2 separate regions of the Anas platyrhynchos genome follow, and region 1 is linked to region 2. A link is a contact called in public Hi-C data. All regions are on one chromosome and are shown on one strand. The core of a region is the stretch at or near the end of the contact, and the rest is flanking DNA. Distances in the headings are between cores, read along the strand shown.

Evidence for each region. Hi-C and Micro-C count contacts between places; a contact is called where the count stands out from the background.
Region 1: a Hi-C map of subcutaneous adipose tissue shows a contact between it and region 2, with 1.7 times the contacts expected there. The contact joins the promoter of LOC101800857 here to the enhancer-like site in region 2. A contact is called at or near these places in 2 of 8 Hi-C or Micro-C datasets (skeletal muscle and subcutaneous adipose tissue).

Annotation. Positions count from the first base shown.
Region 1 is chr14:11,386,397-11,393,062 of IASCAAS_PekinDuck_T2T, forward strand. LOC101800857 (beta-2 adrenergic receptor) reads left to right here and starts at 3,309. Exons shown (of 2, transcript XR_005269342.2): 1 at 3,309-6,666.
Region 2 is chr14:11,338,591-11,345,959 of IASCAAS_PekinDuck_T2T, forward strand. It overlaps LOC106017492 (a long non-coding RNA gene), which reads right to left. Exons shown (of 4, transcript XR_011803398.1): 4 at 4,976-7,023. Among named protein-coding and RNA genes, the nearest start is that of UBTD2, 65 kb to the left of the region's middle. Within about 2 kb of position 1,966, at least 1 of the 8 cell types and tissues checked has an H3K27ac peak or open chromatin away from gene starts, as enhancers often do. A contact at or near this core is called in subcutaneous adipose tissue, where this site is marked.

The DNA of each region.
Region 1 (6,666 bases), core at 2,059-4,558, 49 kb after region 2:
CTCTGAGCAGCTGCTTTCTGTCAGGGTGCTTCCTGCATTCCTGCCTGTGATAAGCATCTGGGAATGAGGGGTGAGGGCAGCATCCCAGCTAGTCCCGAGGAAGGTCTCTCACACCCCAAAGCCTGGCTGTTTTTTCCCAATTTATGTCAGTTGGGCTAATAAAAGTGATTACCTCTTCCTACCAGTCCTGCCTTTCTCATTGATCCCACGGGCTGTTCTTCAAATGTCACCTAGCAAGGAGGGAGCACACAGCCAATTATAAGAAGAGAAAAGATTGGCCTGATGGCAGAGCAGCGGGGTCCGTGGTGGAGCTGTGCTGCACGAAATAAATGAGGCGGGCCTGGCTTTGCCACCCAGGATGCCCAGAAGGAGACATTTGGTAGTGGGCAGAGCCCCAGCACTTTGGGCAGTGTGAGAAATGCAAACTTTCTTCTCCTCTTGACCTCTGTGCTGAGGTTTGGTGTTATTTCTGTTTGAATAGGAAGCCTTGAACGTGCTAGAAGGTAACAACTACTCAAAAGCACAAATAAAGGCAGGCGAGCCACAAAAGCAACCCACGCTTTGGGTCATGATGATGATTATATTTTTTTTTTTTTATGTGGGGTGAATTCCTGCCTCTGTTTTGAACCCGTGCTCACTACTCCACTTGCTGTGGGTCACGGCTGCTTAGCCAGGGGTTTGAATCAGCTCGTGCCATGGGGGCACCCCAACACACCTCACATAGGTGAGCAAAGACCCAAAGCAAGCAGAGAGCTGCGGAATCGAGGAAGAAAGTTTGGCCTTTCTGTGCTTCCTCCACCACACCCCACTAACCACAAGAGGTTCAAGCCTCTCTGAGTATAGCACAACAAAGACAAAATACTGACATATAAGCTGGGCTTGCTGATTTCTGCATCCTGGGCCACAGAAACTTTCTGAGAGCTGAGGCAGGCTCTGGGAGAGGATGTGGGACTGTTACCAGGGACGTGCAGGACAGAGCTGAGCTTCGACTCCCCCAGAGTTAGCGTATTTTGTACTAAGTTCCCAAAGTTGCTTCTCCTCCTTTCAAGACTCAGTGCTTCTTGTGAGGATGAGCATTGGCACATCTGTTAGGATAGAAAGCCAATGCTTTCTGAAAGCTTTGATTTAGCATTAGAGAATCCCCAGAAGTTAGCATAACCCACAAGAAAGAGCCCAGCACACCTGCCAGGTTCTTACCAGCAGCTTGCCTGGATCTTTTGCTAGCGTTTTCTGATCAGGTCTTTAAAAAGAGGGTTGAACAGTGAGCTGAGTACGACATGTAGCTCCCACACCTCCCACTTCTTCCCTGCTCTGCTCCCCTAACACCACACCTGATCCATACCTTCATTTTCCCAGCAGTTTCTTGTTTTGCATCCCCTGCAAGGTGCATGCTGCTAGCCCCTGAGGGAGTGCAGGGACCTGCGTGCAGGGAGCAGGGTGCAGGCAGGGCACCCAGCAGATGCTGAACCAGCCTGCATTTGTGTGCAGACCTCACCCTCAGCTGCTGCAAACTCCGTGAAAGCCAAAGGAGAGCTACAGGCGTACAGCAGCTGGTTACAGTTGTACCTCCTGCATGAACGTACAGCCTGTTTATCTCAGTAGCAGGCAGTGGAAACTCGTGGTAATTAGCTGCGGTCATCAGTGTTCCCCTGAACACTTGGCTCCCCCGAATACCCATTTCCTGAAGCCTGCATCTGCCTGCCGTGGGAAGAGGTGCCTGCGATGCTCTGTTCTCCTCTCTTCACTTTTAAAACCTCAGGAGCGTGCAGACGCAGAAGCGGCGCGTGGGAAGCCACTAGTTAAGGCAGATCCCCACCGAGACAGAGCGCTCGCACTGCTGAAACTGCCTCTCATCTTATTTCCTGATTCCAACACCTCGTTTGCCCCTCTGTCTTAAACCACAAAACTTCCTCTCCTCCACCCGGCTCTCCTCTATAAATAGCCCGGGCTGAGGCGGCGCGAAGCCACGGACACCTAGCGGGGCTGAGGGAGGGCTGCTTGGCACCGCAGCGCTGCGCTCCTCTGGAAAAAAGTGAGGGAGCCTCACGGAACCCCTTCAGACCCTGGTGGCTGACACGTTTTGATCAAGATTCAGCAGCAGGAACTGCTTAATTGCTAACAGAGGCAGCAGCCACCCTCCCTGCCTTGCTGCTAGCCCAGTGCAGCAGCCAGGGCGCTGAGCTGCAGCCGCTGCTGGTGCAGCTGGTAGCAGGGGGTAAATGCAGAGGCGACGCTTTCTCTTCTCCCTTTCTGTGGCACAGGGCTAGCAGCAGTGCCAAGCACAGCCCCCGGGCCCCGCTGGCACCTCTGCGAGCCCCCAGGGCCTGCAGGCAGCAGGATGAGTCTGTGGGAGAGCAGCACCAGGGGGAGAGATTTCAGCGCAGAGCGATGGGCAGAAATGAAACTCCAGTGGCAACATTATCTCTTGTTGGGTTGAAAGGAAGTTTGCAGGATTCCTTAGTCCTTATTTAGCAAATTTGTTTGCTTTGGAGGGAAATACTTGTGATGGTGGCCGGGGTTAAACACATGCCTGGCTGCGGCGTGGCAGAGCACAGCACGCAGCAGTCGCACAGCCCCTGCGCCCTTGGCCAGCCCTGTTTTTTGGGGGCCAGGCTGCAGCTCCAGCGCTCAGATGTGACCCCAAATACCTCGGTTGTAGGGCTGCGGTGCTGGGCTGGGTGCTGGGAGGGCTGAAGGACCTGGTGCCACCCTGGCACAGAGCATCACTGGGCGGGTGGGGGCTCTCGGGAGGGCCAGACCCCCGTGCCCAGCTGAGGACAAAGTTTTTGAGAGCACCGTGGGGACCCTCCTGGTGCCACTTGGCCTGGGAACAGCCCAGCTCGGGGAGCACACGGGTGGGGTGTGGGGACCCCCGGGTGGCGTGGAACACGAGTGGGGCAGGGGGGTGTGGGGACACCCCGAGGCAGGGAGCGTCCGTGGTGTGTGGCACCCGTGGGTGTCAGGCACGGGGACAGGGCTGGGAGCGCGTGGGGGCGGGAAGCACAGGGCCACCCCGCGGCAAGGAGCACGCGTGGGCGTGGGGCCACCACGGGGCGGCGCGGGGCCACCGTGGGGCCACCACGGGGCCGCGAGGAGCCGCGGGACAAGCAGGGGGCACCTCGGGGCCGCCCCACGCGGGGGACCCCCGGGTGCGCGCGCACGGCGGGGACACGCGTGGGGCCGGGGGCGGACCGGAGTGGGGACCTGGGGGGGCGCGAGGTGCGCGCGAGGAGGCGCGGCGCGGGCTGCTATTGGCTGCGGCGGGGCTGATGTCACGGCGGGGGCCGCTATAAATTCGGCGGCGCCGGAGGGGCGCGGGGCAGTCGGGCGGGCGCGGCGCGGAGCGGCGGGACGGGAGCAGAGCGCACCGGGGCGCAGCGCGCACAGCACCGCACCGCAGCGCACCCCGGCACCCAGCCCGTCCCGCACCTGCTGTCCCCTATGAGCAGCCCCGCGGCGGCACAGCACTAGGGAAAAGCCCCCGCCGCCTGCCCGGGGAGAGGGGTGGGTCGTTGGGGGGGGGTGTCATGGGGGTGGCGGGCACCGAGCTGCCCGGTGGCAACGGCAGCGCCAACCAGAGCGCCGCAGACCCCACGGTGTCGAGGGACGTGTGGATGGTGGGCATGGGGATCCTCATGTCGCTCATCGTGCTGGCCATCGTCTTCGGTAACGTGCTGGTGATCACGGCCATCGCCCGGTTTCAGCGCCTGCAGACTGTCACCAACTACTTCATCACCTCGCTGGCCTGCGCTGACCTGGTGATGGGGCTGGCCGTGGTGCCCTTCGGCGCCAGCCACATCATCATGGAGATGTGGAAGTTTGGGAACTTCTGGTGTGAGTTCTGGACATCCCTGGACGTGCTCTGTGTCACAGCCAGCATCGAGACCCTCTGCGTCATTGCTGTGGACCGGTACTTCGCCATCACCTCCCCGTTCAAGTATCAGAGCCTGCTGACCAAGAGCAAGGCGCGCGTGGTCATCCTGGTGGTGTGGGTGGTGTCAGCCCTCACCTCCTTCCTGCCCATCCAGATGCACTGGTACCGGGCAGACCGTGTCGAGGCCATCCTCTGCTATGAGAAGGACACGTGCTGTGACTTCTTCACCAACCAAGCCTACGCTATTGCTTCCTCCATCATCTCCTTCTACCTGCCACTCGTGGTCATGGTATTTGTGTACGCCAGGGTCTTCCAGGTGGCCAAGAAGCAGCTGCAGAAAATAGACAAGAGTGAGGGGAGGTTTCACACCCAGAACAAGGAGCAGGACCAGAACGGGCGAGCTGGGCACCGCCGTTCCTCCAAGTTCTTCCTGAAGGAGCACAAAGCCCTGAAGACCCTGGGCATCATCATGGGCACCTTCACGCTGTGCTGGCTGCCCTTCTTCATCGTCAACATCGTGCATGTCATCCAGGACGACATCATACCCAAGTACGTGTACATCCTCTTGAACTGGCTGGGCTACGTCAACTCTGCCTTCAACCCTTTGATCTACTGCCGCAGCCCGGACTTCAGGTATGCCTTCCAGGAGCTCCTGTGCCTCCGCAGGTCTGCCCTGAAGATGTATGCCAACGGCTACTCAAACAGCAACGGCAGGAGCGACTACAACGAGGAGGACAACGGCTACCCCCTGGCACCGGATAAAACCTGCGAGCTGCTCTGCGAAGAGGGCTCCTTCCCTAACCCCGAGGGCTTTTTGCACTGCAAAGGTACTGTGCCTAGCGGGTAGCTTTGAGACGCGATGGTTTCTGGTGTGGCACCCTGGTTATAAAGATGAGCCTTTCCCTCTGTAAGGAAAAACAAAACCCCCAAGAATAATATCGATCCTCATCTAAAGCACCCCTAAAACCCAGAGGCTGCAAGAAAACTAAAACTCAGCAAACCTTCTGCAGGCAGGTGGGAGGCTGCCCCGGGGAGGCTCAGGCAGGCTGGCTGCTCGCAGAGGAAACCTATTTAGGTCCCTTGAGCCGGGGGGAGCGGAGGGGACTGTGTGGTATTTTAAGGCTGTGCAGAAAGCTCGTCCCAGGAGGAACTGAACTTCCTGACAGTGTCTGATGTTGAACTACCTCATGGCCAGAGTGTGAGCGGCTGGGTGGCTGCTGGAGGAGCCCTGTGCTCCCAGTGCTGCCCAGCCCAGCAGAGAGGGCACCCTGTGCCTAATTCCCCACGGAAAGGGGTACTTAGGACCAGGGCTGTGTGTAACCTGGTCAGCTGTGTCTGACCCGCAGCTACTGCTGTCCGTGGGACAGTTTAAACAACTCCCAGAAACAACGAATGCATCTTCTGCCAAGTGCTGTAGGAGTTTCTGCTGAAATAACGATAGAAATAAACGGACTCTTTGCCCAGAAAGTGGGACTGTGACTGTGGGGCTCAAGAATGTGGTACTGGGAAGCTGGGTGAGATGCTGTCACTGTCACAGACCGACCTTTTGTAGACTCCAGCCAAAGCTTTTAACTGCCCAGTTTGTTTAGCTTCAGGTCTCAAATGATAGAGAGTCCGAGGAGGTGGGCAGGGAGGAGGGCTTCCTTACTTTGTCGCAGAGGGCTGACAGACTGGAAGCACAGCTCTGGCCGCGGGATGGCTTTAGGTTTGTTTGTTTGTTAAGGGTTTTTTTCCCCTTGCAGCAGGCTTTGCATTTTGTTCCCGGGTTGCAAAACTTGGCGGCGGGTGCACGGAGCTGTCAGGGGCACGCAGACAGGAGCGGGCAGGTGCAGGCTGTGGGATGGGACAGGGCAGGGGCTGTGCTGGGCTGTGCTGCTGAGGGCTTCTTAGACAGCCCCGGACTGGAGGAGAGCAGCAACAGGGCTGGGAAAATGGGGCTCCCCCCTTGCCTTCACTCTCAGCTGCTGTTTGAAAGGGGAGACCCGAGGAGGAAGTGAAAGTGTGGTGTCTTCCAAAAAAAAAAACTTGGGGGAGATGGAGGAGAAATAAATTGGTACGCTGTGGTATCCTGTGGGAGGGATGCTTGGGCACTGCATGCGGGGGGCTCTTCTCCTCCCCACGCAGTTCCAGGCACCTGCTCTGACCTCCGGGGGTTTTGGTTGAGCTGCTGCGGAGGGGGCAGTGCTGCAAGGAAGCAGCTTGCGCTGTCCTGGGTTGGCCAGGGAGTGGGATTTCTGCCTGCCCACCTTTGCAGTCCCTCTGTGACCACGGCTCCCTTTGCAGCCCTGGGAAGGACTTGCCCCGAGCACTGGCACCCAAACAGGCAGCCCCAGGGAGCACTGGAGGGGGAATCACCCCTGTAGGGACAGTGTGGGGCAGGAGAGGTGCTGCAAGGTGCAGGGCAGCAGCAGGCTCATCCGTGAGCTCTCGGCACTCCTCGTGGTAAAGCCCCACCTGGCTTTTGTGGGGAAGGAGTACGGGAACTCCCGGTGCTCCCTTCTATCTTTCCCAAAGCGGTCCTGATCCTGCTTGGAAAGGGTGCTGGGAAGGGCGAAGAGCTGTAACAGCCCAATCCTTTTCTGGTGCTGTGATGGGTGCTGGCTCAGCTCCGTTGCAGCCCTTCCAGCTCTCAGTACACAGAGGCAGGGCATGTGCCCAAGAGCGCTCATCCCTCCGGCCTCTCGCTGCCAGCACTGATGCCGTGCCTGCCCGTGCCCTCCTTGGTGGGGCCGTCAGCAATGCCCCAGCACACCCCAACTCCCTTGCATTCAGCTTTTAAACCAGGTTCAGCT
Region 2 (7,369 bases), core at 716-3,215:
GGGGAAAATGCAGTTCTGTTCAGACTGAGCTAATATATTTTTCTCTCTTTTTTTTTTTTTTTTTTTTTTTTTGATTCACCAACAAAACTGAAAATTCAGCTGTTCTTGCAGCTCTATTTGCAGCACAAGACATTTGCAAATGAGCTGGACAAGTTCCTTATTCAAACAGTAAGACTGTAAGAAACATCCAAAGGCTCTCCAGAGGAATAGCACCAGGGCAGAGCATTTTGTTTGGAAACATTTCTCTTGTTCTTCGGAGTCAAATTCCACATTTCCCAAAAGAGTAACACAACATTTGTTATTTAAAAATAGCAAAGACTGCTCTTTAGGAATCGGGCTAGAGCAGGGCTGTATGGTTCGTCTGATGTGCTGAGGATGGTTCCTCTGGTCCTGGTAATATCATTGTGCTTGTGGGTGCTAACAAAGCATGGGGCTGTGCAGGCAGGGTGGAACAGGATGGATCCAGGGCTGGCTTGGGCAGATGGAGAATCAGCCTGAGCAACTGAGAGACTCCACGCCTGGGCTTTGGCTCTGTTTTTCCAGAGTTATTTTTACCCTTCATGAACCCTTGGTCCTGGTGGAAATGAGCTCAGTAGCACAATGCTTCCTGTGGTCACCTGCCAAGCCAGCGGCACCCATCCCATCCCATCCCATCCCATCCCATCCCATCCCATCCCATCCCATCCCATCCCATCCCATCCCATCCCATCCCATCCCCCTGTCCCTGCTAGTCCAGGAGCTGCAGGACACTGCCTGGGGACAGCAGCCCCACAAGGACCCCCACAACATCCCTGTTGGTGCCTGGGCCGGGCAGGGGGACGTGCTGTGGGTGGGGGCAGGCAGAGGGGGCAACCTCCCCGTCTAGCTCAGGGTATGGTGCCAGCAGGCTGAGCAGCCATGCCCCAGATCCTGAGCCACAAGCAGTGCCCAGCTGCAGGGCAGCACCTCAGCTCTCTCCCCATGGTGTCTGGGGTGTCTGCTCTGCCAGCATCCCCAAAAACACAGCCACCACGCCTGTGCTTCCTCCCAGTGGGCAGTCACACTCCCAAAACATTTCCCAGAGGAGTACTTTCCTTTTTCCTAGATTGCTGGAGTGGGTTTGAGAACAATTTCACAGAGAGCTTGGAAAAAACGAGTCCTTTCCGCTGCTTCAGATTTGGACTCAGGCATGACTTCATTTGACTGTTGGGATTTTTAATTTATGGGATGTTTTAATTACTTGCAGCTGGTGATGCAGCAGAAGGGTTCAGAGAATCTCCTACCTTCCTTGTGGATAACTTGCAGGTAGATATGGTGAGTGGATGTTACTGGCAATAGACAGCAAAGGTGGACAACCAGTCCCTCTCACCTATGCCCTGTCCTCTTCTTCCTCCCCACCAGCTCATAGTTTCAGCCCCCACCCTAGGGAACATGCTAAGAGGTTTCTCCAGGGACAAGATGAATGTGGTGTCTCATCACTGGCCCGAGGATTTCTGCTTCTTTCTATCTAGGGATGGGAAAATTAGGAGGGAATAGTTCATTACCTTGATCTTTCCCAATGAACCTGCAAACTGCTGGGCGTGGGAGGGCAGAGGAATTGGGTCAATGCCTTCTGGGCCACGCAGAAATTCCTCTGTAATTCCCCAGGTCCCAGGAACATCACAGCCGCTATCCTGGAGCACCGTTTCCAGCAGGGACAGCATAAACAAGTCAGCCTTAATCTCATTAGCTCAATGATGCTCTTTATTAGCCTAAACCAGGCTGGCATCCATTTGATGTCTGTCCAAGATAGATTCTGTCTCTCTCTCTGCTGTTGGAAAGGCCATTAAAGTGCTCTCTTCCTGGGCTGTAAATAGAAAGGATAAAAAATTCCTTGCTGATGAACTGTTTTACTGGCAAGCCAGCAACCAGCACAAAGGAGGAAGCAGAGAAGCAGCTGAGAAAACGCGATGAACAGAGGTCAGACCTTCTGCAGACTGGGGCTGACTTTTGGGAGGACGAAGCCCCTGCACTCAGCAGTGAAACCCCAGTGCCTCTGCCAAGCCTCTGGTCCCAGGTGGGACTTGTGCTGTGGGCTGGGAACAGCTAATCCAGCTCTGACTGCTGCGACCTCGTTTGTGTCTGTGGCTTTCTTCCCATCTTCCTCAGAGTAGATGAGAAAGCAAGGCAAGGGGAAAGGAGCAGAAAGATCAAGACAGGAGAGAGACAACTGATCAGGGCAGGGCAGGCAGGGACTGGATGCAAGGTATGGTTATCCTGGCTTTGGCTACGGGTCCGTCCCATCCACCGTCCCCACTATCCTGTCCCTGGGAGGATGAGGTACAGGAATCCTTGGTAGGAGTGGGAGTTTCTTCACCTTGAACACTGTGTGTCCTGCTGAGCACAGCTGTGTGTATGTGTGTGGCTACTTACAAGCCTGAAAGAGTTAGTGCCGTTGGCGATCGTACATGGTAGAAAACTTCCTCGGCATCTCCTCCCTCCCTCTTCTCCCCCAGCACAAGCCCAGCTGCATCTGAACCCAGCCAGGAGATTTAGCTCACAGAAATGCATGTGGCAGAGTGGTACTACAAACATATATATATATTTTTTTTTCACATACAAGAAGGATGGAGAAATAAATTAATACATGGATGACAGGCCTGTTGTTTTGTACTGCCTGTCTCAGCGTTAAAGAAGCTGATGTTCACTTGAGCCCATACCTTCAGCCTGACACAGCCCTGATGACAGACAGCGGCTTTTCTCTTTCTTCTGCCAAAAAGCGTTGAATAAAAGACCTACATTCTTCCAGGGTGTGGCTGGTGACACCGCACATGATATCACAGCCTTGGCAGTGCCAGCACCTGGGTCTCGTGGCACAGCCCAGCGTATCTCCAGGTGTGGCTTCAGGAGATGCTATCTCCCCTGCCTTGCTGCTTCCTGCCTGAACACCACACCGTGACACCAGTTTCTCCCAGACAGGATCCCGTCTTGGCTTCAACTCCCCATTTCAAACTGATGTTGGCAGTGCCGTTGTATAACCATGTTTTTGAGTATATTTTTTATTTTTTGTTATTATTGTGTTTTTTGTGTTTTTTTTTTTTTGTTTTTTTTTGTTTTTTTTAGTGGCACTTGCTTTATCTTTCTCTTCTTCTGTCATCAAGTATCTCTTCAAAACAGTCTTTAAAAAGTTTTCTTGCTGTGAATTTTGCCCACAGGTCCCCATCCCAGAGCTGTGCCTCTGTTGTAATTAACTCAGGCTGTAAGGTGGTTAACGATGGCACATCATGGCCTCGGAGCCTGGAGAGCACTGGGCTGTGCACAGAGGGACAGAGGAGCTGGTGGCACCGACCATCCCACAGCACTGTGACTTTCTGGGGGCAATGCTTTGCCATAAATCCAGCAGCCTGCTGGGCTGCGGAGCTTTCTGGCACCAGGGAAGCTTTATCCCTCAAGTGTGAAATTACTGCACTGGGGAAATTAAGGAACATTAATTCATGCTGTAGCTTTGCTATGGAAAGATAATTCATGTTTCCCCTATGCAAAATGCTCCAGGCATACTAATGGCCCTTGAGCAGAGGTGCTGCTCTTAGCTTTATGTTTCATTGTGGGAATGAACATGATGGGCTGAGCTTTTCCTGGACATAAACCGATAGCCTGCAACGTGACTACCAGAAGTGGGAGATTGTCACTCTTGTTTTGAGAAAAATGTTCTGAATCTGACATTCCTCACATTTTAGTAAAATATTTTTAAAAAAAAATCTAACAGATGAAGATGCTCACTCGTGTAGCAGGTATCATTTCTCAAGGGTTTCTGTCTGGGCAGATAAAGAGAGATAAGCTGCTGCCTTGGCACTTTTTCTTCCAGTTTTCTTTCAATACATTAGATACGGGCTGAATAGGAAGCTAGATCTTCCCCTGCTCCCACTGCTCTGTCTCATTAAATACCAGAACAGTAAAAAATGCCACCTCATTCAGAGAGTTTTCCATCAGTTAAGAAACAATTGCAGTCAAAGCAGGAACAGAGGTGGCAGCAAAGAAGAAACACTTCAGTGAAGGCAGCAAAGTCTCAGTCCCCTTTGGGGCTTTTGAGAAAATCAAGAGAAAAGCCGGCTCCCTGGCTTATCTGATCAGCAATGCTGAAAGATGTTTGAATGGTAAGGAATTGCTGCAATATATCACTGCAATTTGTCTTCTGCACAAAATAATTACTTGAATTCTAGTTTGCTGCCCTCACTGATCTTGGCTGGTTATAAAGACAGAATAACTCCAGTTAGAAGGGACTTCTGGAGGTTATCTTGATCAACGCTAAACTCAAAGTTATTAGAAGAAAAAAAACATATATTCCTATAGGGAATTAAACTGGAAATAAGATCTAGCTTCAGTCTGAAACAGGGGCAAAACATCTCGCTGTGGGTTCCTTCAGCAAATAATGCTTTGTTACATGGCAAAGGAATGAATGCCCAATTTCTTGCTTGGTTAATGATGCTCTCCACAGAAAACTGGCTACTGGCAGTGACTACTGTTTGGATCGGGTTGGACTCCCATCTCCATGCCCAGCAGCAGCCAGCCGTCTCCCACTCCTGCTGCTGGGGCTCAGCATCTCTTTCTGCTTCCTGCATCCAGAGCCTCCTCCAGAGCTGCCTAAGTCTTGCCAAGAAAATGCCTCTTCAGTAGCCATTTGTCAGCAAACTGGGCAGCCTGAGAATCAAAGAATGCTTTTTAGCACCACACCAGGGAATCGTTAATTATTTCTGCACATTCAGTTATTGACAAAAGCAACGTTGGACTGTTAATCCGATGCAGAGAGTGATACTAGTGCAGGTGTAACAGCTCCTATCCATGAAAACCTTTCTCATCAGTCTGTAAGAAAATATATCCAGGATCAATTTGAAGAGTTAAACGTGTAACAGCTGTTTATTTCTTTCCTCCAGGCAAGAGAAAATTCAAGAGCTTACTACCTACTAACAGAAGCCATGGAATTTTTCTAAATAAAATGACAGGAAACTGATACTGGGATACTCTATGTTGTAAAAAAAAATTACAGAACAATCTTAAGTGGAACATACAGAAACCTACTGCCAATCTGAGGTTTCAACTCGCTCAGCAAGAAATAGCCTAGGGAATCTTTGGAGTGCAGTGTAAAGAGGGTCACAACTTCACTGAAATTTGACTTCAGCTTTGAGTCCTGGAACAGTCATAGTGAATAGTATCAAACCCATATATATATATCTTTGGTATGAGAAAGAAAGGCTGCAAATTCATGTTACACTGGGTACATATATATCTGTCCTAATAACAATCTGATATTTACTAGAGATAAACTCAAAGCTTGTCAAGAACAATCTTTTCAAAACAAACTCCATACTAGCAGGTCTGGTAGAAAAATAAAAGCCTTAAAGAACTCAAAAAATGGTTTAGTAACGATTGTTAAGCTGACAGGTTGTGATATTTTGATTTGAACACTGGGTAGAATGAATATACATATGTATGACCCAAGTTATTTAAGGTCTTAGATTATTCATGGATTGTTTGGTGTTTTATATATAGCACACGGTATTAAAAAAATAAATAAATCAGCATCTGTCATTAGAGCCCACACAACTGTATCTGGAAATAGCCCAGTTATTTGCCAGTTTATATTGCAGGGATGGATTGTGTTATCTCAGGGACCACCTGGATGGTAATAGTCAGCAAATATTGCTTTATTGATGGCGACTTGATTGTCAACATTAACGAGCAGATGGAATAATGAAAAATTTATGCTCACATTATCTGATACAGAATGTGCAGCCTCCATTTGACCATCCCATGGTTTACGGATCAAGTCGGCTACAATCTGAACAAAATTATTAGGCAAAAATTATCTAGTGAAAACATGCCAAAATACACATTATTCTCTTAGTGAGCATATTCTACCAGTGCATTACTGCACTATTATGTTATGCACATGTTACTGGCAGAAGAGTATTTCTGAATGTTATCATATTGATATTTTGGTATTTAATTATGTTGCATTTTGTCCTAAAAATAAAAATATGGATGACGAAAAGCCATAGGGGCCATCTTTTCTTCCACTACAAATGTTTCCAAATCATAAAGAGGTCTCAAGAGACCCATCATAAATATATGACAAAAAGAAGCCTAATTACTGGTCCACTGGAACTGAGACCCAAAACCTTATGTACATGAGAGTATGAGCCTCTTCCCTAAATAATTGATACAAGTGCGGTAGTTATGTACATTGTGGCTAGAGGAGAAAGGAAACAGGGAAAAAATCCTATTTTTCCAACTATCTTATTTGACCAGTCTCTCTCCCACAATGCTATTTTTCAGAGGTGATTGATTTGAGCATGGTGAAACATGCCAAAATGCCATGATTTCTCCCTTTATTTGCCATGGGAATTTGGTTCCTGTTGACAAGTTGCAAGTCATTAGCATTGACAATCTGCTTAGGAAACAAAAACGTCCTGGCCCGGATGATTGTTCTGCAAGTTCTTGGTGTTCCAAAAAAAAAAAAAAAAAAAAAAAAAAAAAAAAGCCATTAAAATAATTGGGCTCCTAATTTAGTTGAGCAGCAGCAGCAGTGTGTATTTTATTCACTAGGACAAAGTGTTCTACTTTGAAGAGTTGGGGACACTTGTTGGCCTGGCCCAACGCGAGCTCCAGAGCAGGAGGCCAGGGCAGTTTGGCCCAGGATGAACGATGAATCCTGCCCTCAGAGGTGCTGGGCTTGTGTCAATAACCAGTGCCAAGGCTCCAGCAACCCACTGCCAAAGCCAGCAACAGGCCTGAAAAACACTCATAGAAATACATCCTCTCAGCCCCGGTTATCCGTGGGACAAAAAAAGCAGGTGCTTTTGTTATGGCTCTTGGACAACAGGAATTGCTGGTCCTCTTTTTCTCTGGGGCAGAGAAAGGGCATCTTTTTCTCTGCAGGCAATGTGGGTGCTGTTACCCCACCAGTAACAAGCTATGATGCTGCCAACATGAGGCCAGGATATTTGCCTTTATGTAAAGGAACCAGTCTCTAGCCAGAAGTACTGTTTTCTTCCCCTCAGAAACACTCTGCAATTAGAAGAAAGGAGAAAAAAATAAAAATAGGAACCTCCAGATCTTGATAGCTAAAAGAGATGAACAACCATCACAGTTCTGCTAATGGCAATCTCAAATCATCCTTAACTGACTGCGGTACTGCTGCTGTGGGAACTCTGCTGGCAGCAGGCTCACCTTTCTTATCAGAAATAATGAAAGCCCTTTGGTCACTTCGATGCCAAGCCTGGAAAACCATGCTATTTAGTTCTTAAAAAAAAAAAAAAAAAAGGAAGCCCTACACAAAGCTGTGGGGCTTCCTTGCCAGCAGCAGCCAGCCCCTTGGTGGGCAGCTGATCCCACACAGCGGTGCAGCACCAAT